Linked DNA regions of Ovis aries: region 2 is linked to region 1. A link is a contact called in public Hi-C data. All regions are on one chromosome and are shown on one strand. Each heading gives the region's core, a stretch centred on a gene start, on an enhancer-like site or on the middle of the called end of the contact. The rest is flanking DNA. Distances are from core to core; before and after follow the strand shown.

The links. Hi-C and Micro-C count contacts between places; a contact is called where the count stands out from the background.
Region 2: a contact with region 1 is called in a Hi-C map of hypothalamus, with 4 times the contacts expected there. The contact joins the enhancer-like site here to the promoter of LOC101112928 in region 1. A contact is called at or near these places in 2 of 16 Hi-C or Micro-C datasets (hypothalamus and tail adipose tissue).

Annotation. Positions count from the first base shown.
Region 1 is chr18:8,999,654-9,004,656 of ARS-UI_Ramb_v3.0, reverse strand. It overlaps LOC101112928 (TAF5-like RNA polymerase II p300/CBP-associated factor-associated factor 65 kDa subunit 5L), which reads right to left and starts at 3,121. Exons shown (of 12, transcript XM_042235695.2): 1 at 3,006-3,121; 2 at 2,059-2,274. The coding sequence starts at 3,121.
Region 2 is chr18:9,939,018-9,943,900 of ARS-UI_Ramb_v3.0, reverse strand. All of the region lies in intron 1 of LOC105603042 (a long non-coding RNA gene), which reads left to right. Among named protein-coding and RNA genes, the nearest start is that of NR2F2, 36 kb to the left of the region's middle. Within about 2 kb of position 1,625, at least 7 of the 54 cell types and tissues checked have an H3K27ac peak or open chromatin away from gene starts, as enhancers often do. A contact at or near this core is called in hypothalamus, where this site is marked.

The DNA of each region.
Region 1 (5,003 bases), core at 1,872-4,371:
TTCACTCGTGTCAGCAAGTTTCCTTAACAATTGGGCTTTCAGATGCTCTGTTCTTTTCATACAGCCTGAAATGCGAGGGTACTCATCGTCTCTTAAGTTATTTCTCCTTTGAGACCGTGGGGATCTTTTTTCTCCCCTCATAAAAGCCACTGATCCCAGATAATCCTCAGACTTGAGTGGGGATGAGCTTCACTGACTTTTTCAGTTCAAATTTGAGAAAAGAATTTGAGAGGGAGATTCTGTCTGGCATCCAAAGGACAGTTTCCTTCCCTGAAATCTGGGTGCATTCAAAGGCCGATCTGGTTGGGAAGTACCCAGCCTGAGCTGGGCAGGTCTGGCCACTTGATGACTGCAGTCTCAGAAGATGTCCCTCTTGGAGAAGAATTACTTCGGCATTCTATAAAGGGCAAGTGAAATACAGTTCCTTTCTGTCGCATCTCTCGCAGTGCCCTCTAAAATCTCCGTGGCTGATAGTAGACATAAAACTAGGGATTTGTGTCTGCCTTCATAAAAGCAAAATTCCAACTTGTATCTGTTTTTTTCCCTAATGTGATTAGGTTTACTTGCACTTTCTGTGCCAGTAAACTGCTCTGGAATCCAGGTACCATTCCTAAACAATGAAGGCACAGACTAACCAATACATGCATAAACAAGAAATATGTAAATGTAAAACTCTTTACAAATATTAATAGCAAAGCATTGTGGAAAAAAGTCAGCAGATCTGATTGCTGTTCTGTAATCTATGATTTGGGTATAAAAACAACTCCCATTGGCTGGATCCAGCATTGATGACATCTGATCATTTTTTCCTACCTGAACTTGTTTAGTGAGCTCTTTCTCTATAATATGTTCGTTATTGCCCAAGGAATGCTCTTTGAATTTACTTTCTTTACAGGGTGATTATAAATCTTCATGACATCCCTAATGATTCATCTCTTTTGGCACAGGGCAGGAGGATAACCATTTCTATAATGCACACATTTCATTTAAGGTGAAACTAGTAGGAAATTTATCAATCAGCCCAGGCGTTTTAGGCATAGGCTGAACTCTGCCACTGTAACCATTTTTTCCTCTCTGTAAACACTTTTAATTTTGGTATCCTTTCTGCCTTTAATGACCCATAATCCTTTCAATCAGAGGTTGTTTTTAATTTCTACATGATTAAGTGCATGTACTGAACTTTTCTTCTACTGAGGAACAGATGTAAATTAACTTTTTAGTCATAATATGGAAATATTTAGTTAATGTTAAAATATCCCCCAGATCATTTGACATTCCTTAAACAGAATAGACTACTCAACTCAAACTCTGATCAGCGTCTGTTTTCTGGGTTTTGCAGTATTATTTTTTCAAAAGCTAAATAATTTTAGTGCCACAAAAATGAGAGTGATCCTCTTCTTTATTTGGGGGTTCACTGTGGTGAGACAAACGCCTCATACTAAATGAGTCGTTGGCCATGACTTAGAGTCCTGAACCTGAAATTTTGATTGTTCTAGCAAGCTGTTCTTTATGAATGGAAAATCCTGGAATCCTGTGAGTTAAACACCTCTCCTAAAATATTTGTGGGATTGAAATCTTTCCCCCATTGTGTATGATTTTTGTAAATCAATGGTGTTTGTTTCAATCAGATGTTCTATCTCTCCTGAAAACAGAAAACTACATGAACAGATTAGAAACCCATATGAGAGAAGCCATCAACAGTGGGGGAAAGCCTTCTGCAAAAATACTTTTGAACTTCAGAGGAGGAGACACATGCTTGGTCCTCCAAGCTGGAAGACATGGAAAATTTTTTTTTCTTTCTTTTTTTTTTTTTTTTTAAATAGACATATGTAGAACATTTGTTTCCGTTTTATTTCTGCTGTCATAATATGATGGTTTTATTCAGTTTTTAAACATGCTTCAGCTGGAAACACTACATCTTTAAATCAGGCAACTCTGGCGTCTGTGTGAATTCCCTTGCTGCGCTCCCTCACCTTACCCAGGTGCATGTTAAATCAGTATTAATGACAATATCATTCTTGTGCAGTCATCTCCTGCCTGCAATTTGGTTTTAATTACCCGCCACGTTGTCTTTCCCCCTCACTGACAGCCATTAAATAGGGAATGACACCAGAGCCATGGTTGTGCGGAGTATTCACTTCGCCGGATTTCGTCCCCCTCATAACGCAGGCTGCAGTGCCTCCTAGTGGCCGAGGTCCGAAAGGGCCCTCATTGAAATTGGAGACTCGCCATGCACTTTCCAGGTGAACTTGGGGAGCTGGGCAGATGAGCTTACTGTTTTTTAAAGGGGGAACGCGGGGAGAAAAAAAAATAAGACGTTATTTATCAATTAAGGAAAAATTGCTATTTGGTAAAGTGTTTTTTTTTTTTTTTTTTCATTGAAATACAATGGTAAATTGACGCGCTACTGAAGCCTTGTTTCATCCTCCAAAATGGAGGCTCAGAAACAAGAAACTTGTCACATAAAATGCGTCCGACCAAAGTTCTCCAAGCGAATGTTCAGCCAAGGTGCGCTGCAAGTCTCCCAGGAGTTAGACCTTCACCTCTTCCTCCTGCCCTGCGCTATTTTCTCTTGGGCCACAGAAACGGTTTTGTTTTCTTTCTTTTTATCCCCCCTTCCTCCTCTTTCTGATTTTCTTTTTCCATTCTTATTTTTCCCTCCATTTTACAAACGCCTTTTATTTTTTATGAGAGTTTAAAGCATTTGTGTTCTAAGTGATGAGTGTATAAATGTATGTAAAAAGTATCTTTCTGCAATTATGCAGTTCCTAATTTTTTTTTAAACAAAGTTCTCCCTTATACGGGAGTTTAAAAGTGAAGTTGTTTGTCCAAATGTTCAAATTAGACAACCGTACAGATGCTTTGGATCGAAGCTCTTCCTTCGTATAATGGCTATTGCATTTTGCATTAAAAAAAAATTGGTTAAAATAAATCTGCAGGCGTGTGCATTTCACAAAGAGGACGCTGTCTCTCTGGCACTGTAAATTAAAAATAACATTGCTTACAACAATACATCACAGCGCACTTGGAGAGGGAGCTTCGGTAAGGAACCAGATTCAGTTTTCACTTTCTGATTGTTCTCCCCAGCAACTTCTCTCTGGTTAGAAGGTTGAGGATCCATGGGTTGGTTGCTCTTTCACAGTTGTTTGCTAGCTTCTTTTTAGCAAGTGTAATTACTCATTTCACATGCTGCTAAATGAGAGTCATAGCTAACTGCTTTAATTAGAATTTTAAGCATACATAGTATATGCAGTAACTTATACATACATTTAATTGTGTGTTTGTATTTGTATGCCTGTGTTTCTAAAAACCCAAGCATAAAATAGAGATACCGATAATTACAGTGCATCTCACGCATTCTTCCTTCTGCTAACCAGCACAGTCATGTTAAAAGTATATTCATTTGTGGTTATTGCTGCTGCTTTAAAAGCAAAGCACTTTATTTACATTTTAAAAATTAAAACAAAACAGCATTTTGTTGAAAAAATGTTAAAATTGGTTAGAACTTGGTCTCAAATTTTAATAAAGACATTGAAGTATGATGCTTTTTGCTACATAAGAAACTTTAAATTGCCTCATAAACTGATTTGCAGTAAGTCTGATAGCATCACCCAAAGGAGAAAAAAAAATATATTGTCTTCAAAACTTAGGAAACTAACATATATTTTAAAAGGGAAAATGTGCTCAAGTCACCCTTTTTTTCTGAGAATATTTGATCTTTTGAATATTACCTGAATTGATTCAATTTATTGTTTTAAGGACTATTTTGCATTATTAAATAATAGCTAGGAAAATTGTTATTCCTTCTAGACTGAAACGGGAAGCTTATAAATGCAATGACGGAGGCTTAATCTCTGATACGGCTTACATATATTGGTTTACAGCTATATTGAGTTCAGTTAGACTGATTTTTTCGTTCCTAATATGAAACTTGATGCTGGGTAATCTGATAAGTGAGTTTCATTTCCCTGGAAATTTATTGCTTCTATATCCAAGTGCAAAGAAATCGCACAAGTAAAAACAATGAGGAGTCTGTATGCAAGGCATTAATGAGGGCCACTGTTTTCTCACGAAGATTCTGCATTGGGGGAAAAGAGGTATTTGAGCTATTAAAATGACAAGGCATGCTATTCCTTTTAGCTTCCACCATCATTCCCTTTGCCTGCTGGGGGTAAGAGCAAATTGGCATGGTCTTCAGGCACTTTAGATCAAGAAGCAGAAACAGTGCAGAATACAAGAGACTGTATGCTATTTTCAAGACTCTCAGGCAGAGCAGCAGCCAAATGCGCCGCAAAGCGGGGCAGGGCTCAGCTCCCAAAGCCCTGGGCAGCCCGGTGCCACCTCCCCAGGCCCTCTCCCTACAGACAGCTCCTGTCTCGTCCCTGCAACATGCTTTGCACGTTCTGATCTCCAGAGTGCCTATGCCTATTGCTTGATACATTACAGATGGGATGACAGAAGCTGAGGAACTTTTCAGAGAGCAAACAGTATCATTACGTTAATTAAACCAATGACTAAAATTGTCCTGTGACTATGTGACTATAAAGGCCCAACGCTGGGCATCATGGGAAGGAGACAGTCCTCAGAGTGATGATATTTGTGGAGTGTCCTCGGGATATTCACACAAAGTCTTACTTTGTCCTGGTAGTGAATCCACAGGCTATTCCAAGGACGATAGTGGGACTCTGAGACGAAAGGCTTGTCTAAAGCTCTACCACCAAAAACAGAATTGGGCTGTGACGCTGCATTCATCTGCTTGACTATAAAGTCAATGTGTGTGTGTGTGTGTGTGTGTGTGTGTGTGTGTGTGTGCGCGCGCAAAGGCACGTCAGTCCTGTCCAACTCTTTGCAACCCCAGCAGGCTTGCCTGTTGATGGGATTCTCCAGGCAAGAATACTGGAGTGGGTTACTTTTTTGTTATTGTTGTTTACTAAACAGTAACTGATGATTTCAAGAAACTTATGTTCCCAACTTGGATTTATAAAAGCTGGCTGCTGCTGCTA
Region 2 (4,883 bases), core at 376-2,875, 940 kb before region 1:
GAGGCGCCACTCTGCTGGAGCGCCAGCAACAGGTCCCTGCACTTTGTCCCCCGAACTCGCCTCCCCTTGCTCTCTCCATCGTCAACTTCTGGGGTCCACTGGGAAGCCTGGGAGCACCTCTCCCGTCTTCTCTCTCGGGGTTTTCGGGGGCAACTCAAGGCCAGTGAGGAGACAGCGCCGGAGTTTGCGGGCAAGTGCCGGGAGGGGCGGCTCTTAGACCTGTCCTGTGGTTCCCCCCTCCCCAGCCATCACCCAGCTCCAAATTCCGACTCTAGTCCGGAGGCTCCGACTCTAGTCGGGAGGCTCCGACTCACACGACTTTCAGGGTGAGACCCAGGGGAAGGGAGAAGAAAGGGACCATGCCCTTCCCGAGGACAGTCACTAGCGACATAGGGGCCACGCTGGGCTGGTGGCTCCACGCTGCCCACCCAGGCCTGAGACGCCCCCGCCCTCCGCGGCCAGGGGGCCTGCTGTCGACCCCGTGCAGCGTCCTCTCCCCCTTCCCCTCGTTTTTCCTTCTCTGCAGACCACACCGGGGGGAAGGAGGTGCCCCAACCCGGGCGCACAAGTCTCTCGCTCTCCGCGCGCTCGGCCCGCCCTCCAGGTCAGCCGAGCTGGAACCCGGCTGCGGGGACCCCGCTGGCCGCAGCGCGGCCACCACCCCCTGCCCGCCCCGCTGGCGCCAGGGTTCCCAGCGTCCCAGGCCGGGGCTTCGGGGGGCGCGGGGGCGCCGGGCCTCGCCAGGGTTGGAGGGTGGGTAGCGGGGAGAGCAACTCCCCGTTTCCGGCCGGGCGGAGGGGGCCGCTGAGACTCCTCCTCCTCTCCGCCCCGAGGCACCCAGCCGCGGCTTGCCGCGCGTCTCCGCCCGCCCGAGCGTTTCCATAAATCAGGCCGCTGGCAGGCTGCTAATTAGCTCGGGCCGAAAAGAATAGGCAGAGGGAGAGTCCAGGAGCGCTAAGGGGGGTGCGGGTGCGAGCTCGGTAGGTGGGAGACCAGAATTTCCCAGGGACCAACCGGAGGCTTCGCGGAGCACGCCAGCAGCCCCCGCGGAGGACCCCTCCCATCGCTCCTCCCGCCCCCCTCCAACCCCCCGCCCCGCCCCGAGCCCAGGCCTCCAAGCTGGGCCCCCAGATCACAAGCACCCCGCACCGAGCGCATCCCCGCGTTCGACCCGGCCCGCCCACCCACGCAGTCGCCAGCTCTCCCACTCGCTGAGCCAGCCCCACGTTAATTAACTCTCCCCTCACCCCCTGCAATCTCACAAGACTTTGCACAACTCATCCCAAGTGTTTCCTCCTTAAGCCCGCAGCCTCTGGCGGGGAACAGCCGCCGGGCAAAGAGGGAGCTGGGTCTGGAAGGAGGGTCAGCCCCCCTCCAGGCTTTTGGGATGGCGGGGTGCTCCCAGGGATAGAGGATGCTGTGTGGCCCTGGACCAGTTCCCCTCCCCCAGTGACAAGGCTAGGCAGGCCCTGCGAGATGAGAAATAATAACTGAAGTTGGAATATTGACGGCCGTGTAAATTCAGAGCAGAGCACGCGGCGAGAGAGTGCAACTGCTGTTTATTTTCCCTCTTTCCTCCCCCACCCGTCTCCCAGGCCGCCTGGCTCCGCTCGCCCCCGCCTCCCCCCAGTCCTCCCCGCCCTCGGCTGGGAAGGGACTCTGCGATGACATCAGCCTCCCCGGCCCCGGGACCCCGGAGCGGAGATTGACAGGTGTCGCTCGCAAGGACAATGCCTTCCAGGTGTCACCGTCGCCGTCTCAGCCCTCCCCACCCGCCCACTCTGCCCCCTTCTCTTCCAACTCGCCTGCCCCCCCCCCGTTTCTCCTCCGAGGGAAGCGCTCTCCTCGCCCCTCCCCTAGCTCCGCGCATCTGGGCCTCGGGGCCTCGGTCTGTACGGGCGGGGGGTGGCGGAACTCCGCCTGCTGCCTGCGGCGGGGCGGCCCGGAGATTGCCCCGAGCCCCGGGACGGGTCCAGGCTGCTAGCCGCAGCTCGGGCAGAGGCGGATCCGGCTCTGCTTTCCATGCCCATCTTCGCCCCCACCCCGAGACACTCCACACGCATACACACACATAATATAGCAGACGCGAAGATAATCCTGCCATCTGGCAAATCCCAAATTTGGCGCCTGAGCTCTGAAAGCCACGGCGAAGTGGCATCCGGGAGTAGGTGGCTGGCTGAACCTGCCCTGCGCTCTGGAGCCGAACCCAGGGCACTGAGCTTCGCGCCCGCACCTCGGCTGGATCCCCCATCTCTGCCCTGACCCCTCGATTTCGTGAGGTTTTGCTCTTACAGTGGACAGAGGCTTTGGGAGTCGGAAATGGGGCCACAGGAATTACGGATGGGGCGGGGGGGAGCGTCCCAGTTCCCACCAACACTGCCTCAATGAGCTCAAACCCAAATTCGGCCTCGTTATGTAACACGAAATGTAATTTATAGCTGGGCGGCCTGTCGGCAGCGATTTAGATCATTTGGTGATAAGGATCACACTTATTAGATTTCTTCAAAGCCAATGGGGGTTTTCTGTTTTGTTTTGTTTTTTTTTAAAGGAGGGCATTTGTGCTAAATTGCCCAGTGCTGGTGTGATAACTGTCAAAAGTTTGACATCAAAGGAGCTAATATTATTCAGTTACTAGAGACGCTGTCTGTCTAAATAAGAATATCTTAATTACTGCATGACAAAGGTAGGAAGGGGTCGGATCTGAAAAGGGGAGGACATTCAGACACTCCTTTTGATGCGCTATCTATATTAGACCGATGCGTGGCTCTTAATCAGGCTTCCCTCGATTTCCTTTCCTCTCCCCCGTCGGTCCTCTGAACTTTATAACTATATGTAAACACGTTGTCAGTGGGGACATAATCTTCTCGGGTTCTTATTAGAAGAAATTTCCATCCTTTCCCGTTCTAGATTAGCAGTGGAGTCCGCTCCATCAATGAAGGGACTAAGGTTTCGTGGACAATAATGTGGCAATTGTTGATGGTTTGTGACCCATAAAATGTGGAGGTGACTGTTCTGGCTTTGGTATGTAATTATGCAAAACACTTTCCATAAAGACTTGCCATTCGATCTAATGGCAGTCCCTGCGGTCTATTTCAAATAGGGAGGGTCTATGTACAGAGAGAGAAAAGTAACATTTGTTTTAACACAGGTTTTATGGGGGGGATGGATAAATACAAACATCGTAACTGCCGCCCAAAGTATTTTTTCTAGTCGAATTAAAATAATTACGAGGGGGTTTAATAAGTTAATCATAGCAACACGGCCTATCCAAACACAGAGGGAGGGGCGTTCGGGCTTCAGCCCACCACCTCCGCGACCTGGGACTGGGCTTGTGGGTGGCGATTCCACCTCCCGCTTACGCAGGGTAGCGTGAGTCTCCGTGTCATCTCGGTCCACCTGAGTGCAGGGCTGGGCTCTAAAGCTCACTCTGGGGCTGAGATTGGGGCAACCACCCCAAAATCTTATCCGCGGAATTATTCGACAGAGGGAAGTTTAACAAAGCAATCGTCTCCCAGGAAGCCCTCCCCCACACTCCTGCCTCTAGTGCCCTCGGACCCCCAGGATCTGGGGCCCACAGAGAGCCTGGTGGGAGGGGGTGCGGGGCCGGAAGGAGCGCCCGCATGATTGAGTTGAGATGTCTCAACTTGGCGCCCTGGCTCAAGACACAGGTCCGGGCCCCAACTGCCAGCGGCTGAAAGCAGCACCTTTCCATGCCGCCTGAGGTTTTGTTTTGTTCTTAAAAAAGGAGAAGAAGCATCTAAAAAGGCTTGAAGGAGGAGAGGTGGAATGAGACACGAGGTGGTCAGCGGGCCCAGCCCAGCCCTGACCGCCAGCTACAAAGCAAGCGTTTCTCTGTGACACGGCCGCCCCCGACCCGGCCCGGAGAGGTGCCCCCCCACAAACTCCGAACGGCTCTGCGTCCAGCTTCTCGGCCTCGCTGCCCGCCGCGCAGTGACGTGGCAGTGTGAGTTCCGCAGACGCAGGCGACAGGGGATTTTTTTTTTTCCAAGGGGGAAATGATGATTAAAAGAGAGAATCATCTAAATATCAAAGTGACACATGGGGAGACCTGGAAAAAATATTTAAGCTAATGAAAAGCAAATAAAGAAGCAGGCACTTAGGCCGGGAAATTAAATATTATGTTTAAGATGGTGCTTTTCTGCGGGCTTGAAGATTTCCGATTCATGTACACATAATAAACACTCAGGTTTGTCATCTGGAGGTGCAAATCTGAAAGATATTCCAACAAATGAAGTGCCGGCAGAGAGAGGAATAAAGAGATCGGCTCCTGTCAGGGGTCAGGCAGCCTGAGATTGCTTCTAGAGATCTTTTGAAAATTTCACACGATTGAAGGCTTAGGGGCTTCACTGTGCTTGCATTTCAAACTCAGATCAGTGGGATCACAATCAAAAATAGAGGTCTGGAAGAATTTGATGCAAAGATGGCCACGGGCTGCACCGTTTCTCTCACTAGCTCACTCTTTCTCTCCGACCTCCCTCCCTTTTTTCTTCCCAAGACAGACACCCTGACATAGCTGTGATCCCTTGGATGACAAGAGTTGTCAGAAAAGAAAGAGAAAATTACATCTTGTCTCGTAACTTCTTTTCAGTCAAAAGGAATTTAGGATCTTGTTTCCAATAAAAGAGAGGAAAAATGACCATTTTCTGGCAAGCATAGGACCCTAGCTCAAAAGAGTTTGGGATTTCATAAGTAGCGATTTACTCCTAGACATTTAGGTCTGGGTCTCCTCTTCATTTATCCAGATTATTAAGATGATTTCTCATTCAGCTTGTGTCCCTACATTACATTAAAATTTCTTCCCACTGTCAATCTTATGCAAGTTCGGGTGGATAAATATAAGCACACACTTAACACATATACAT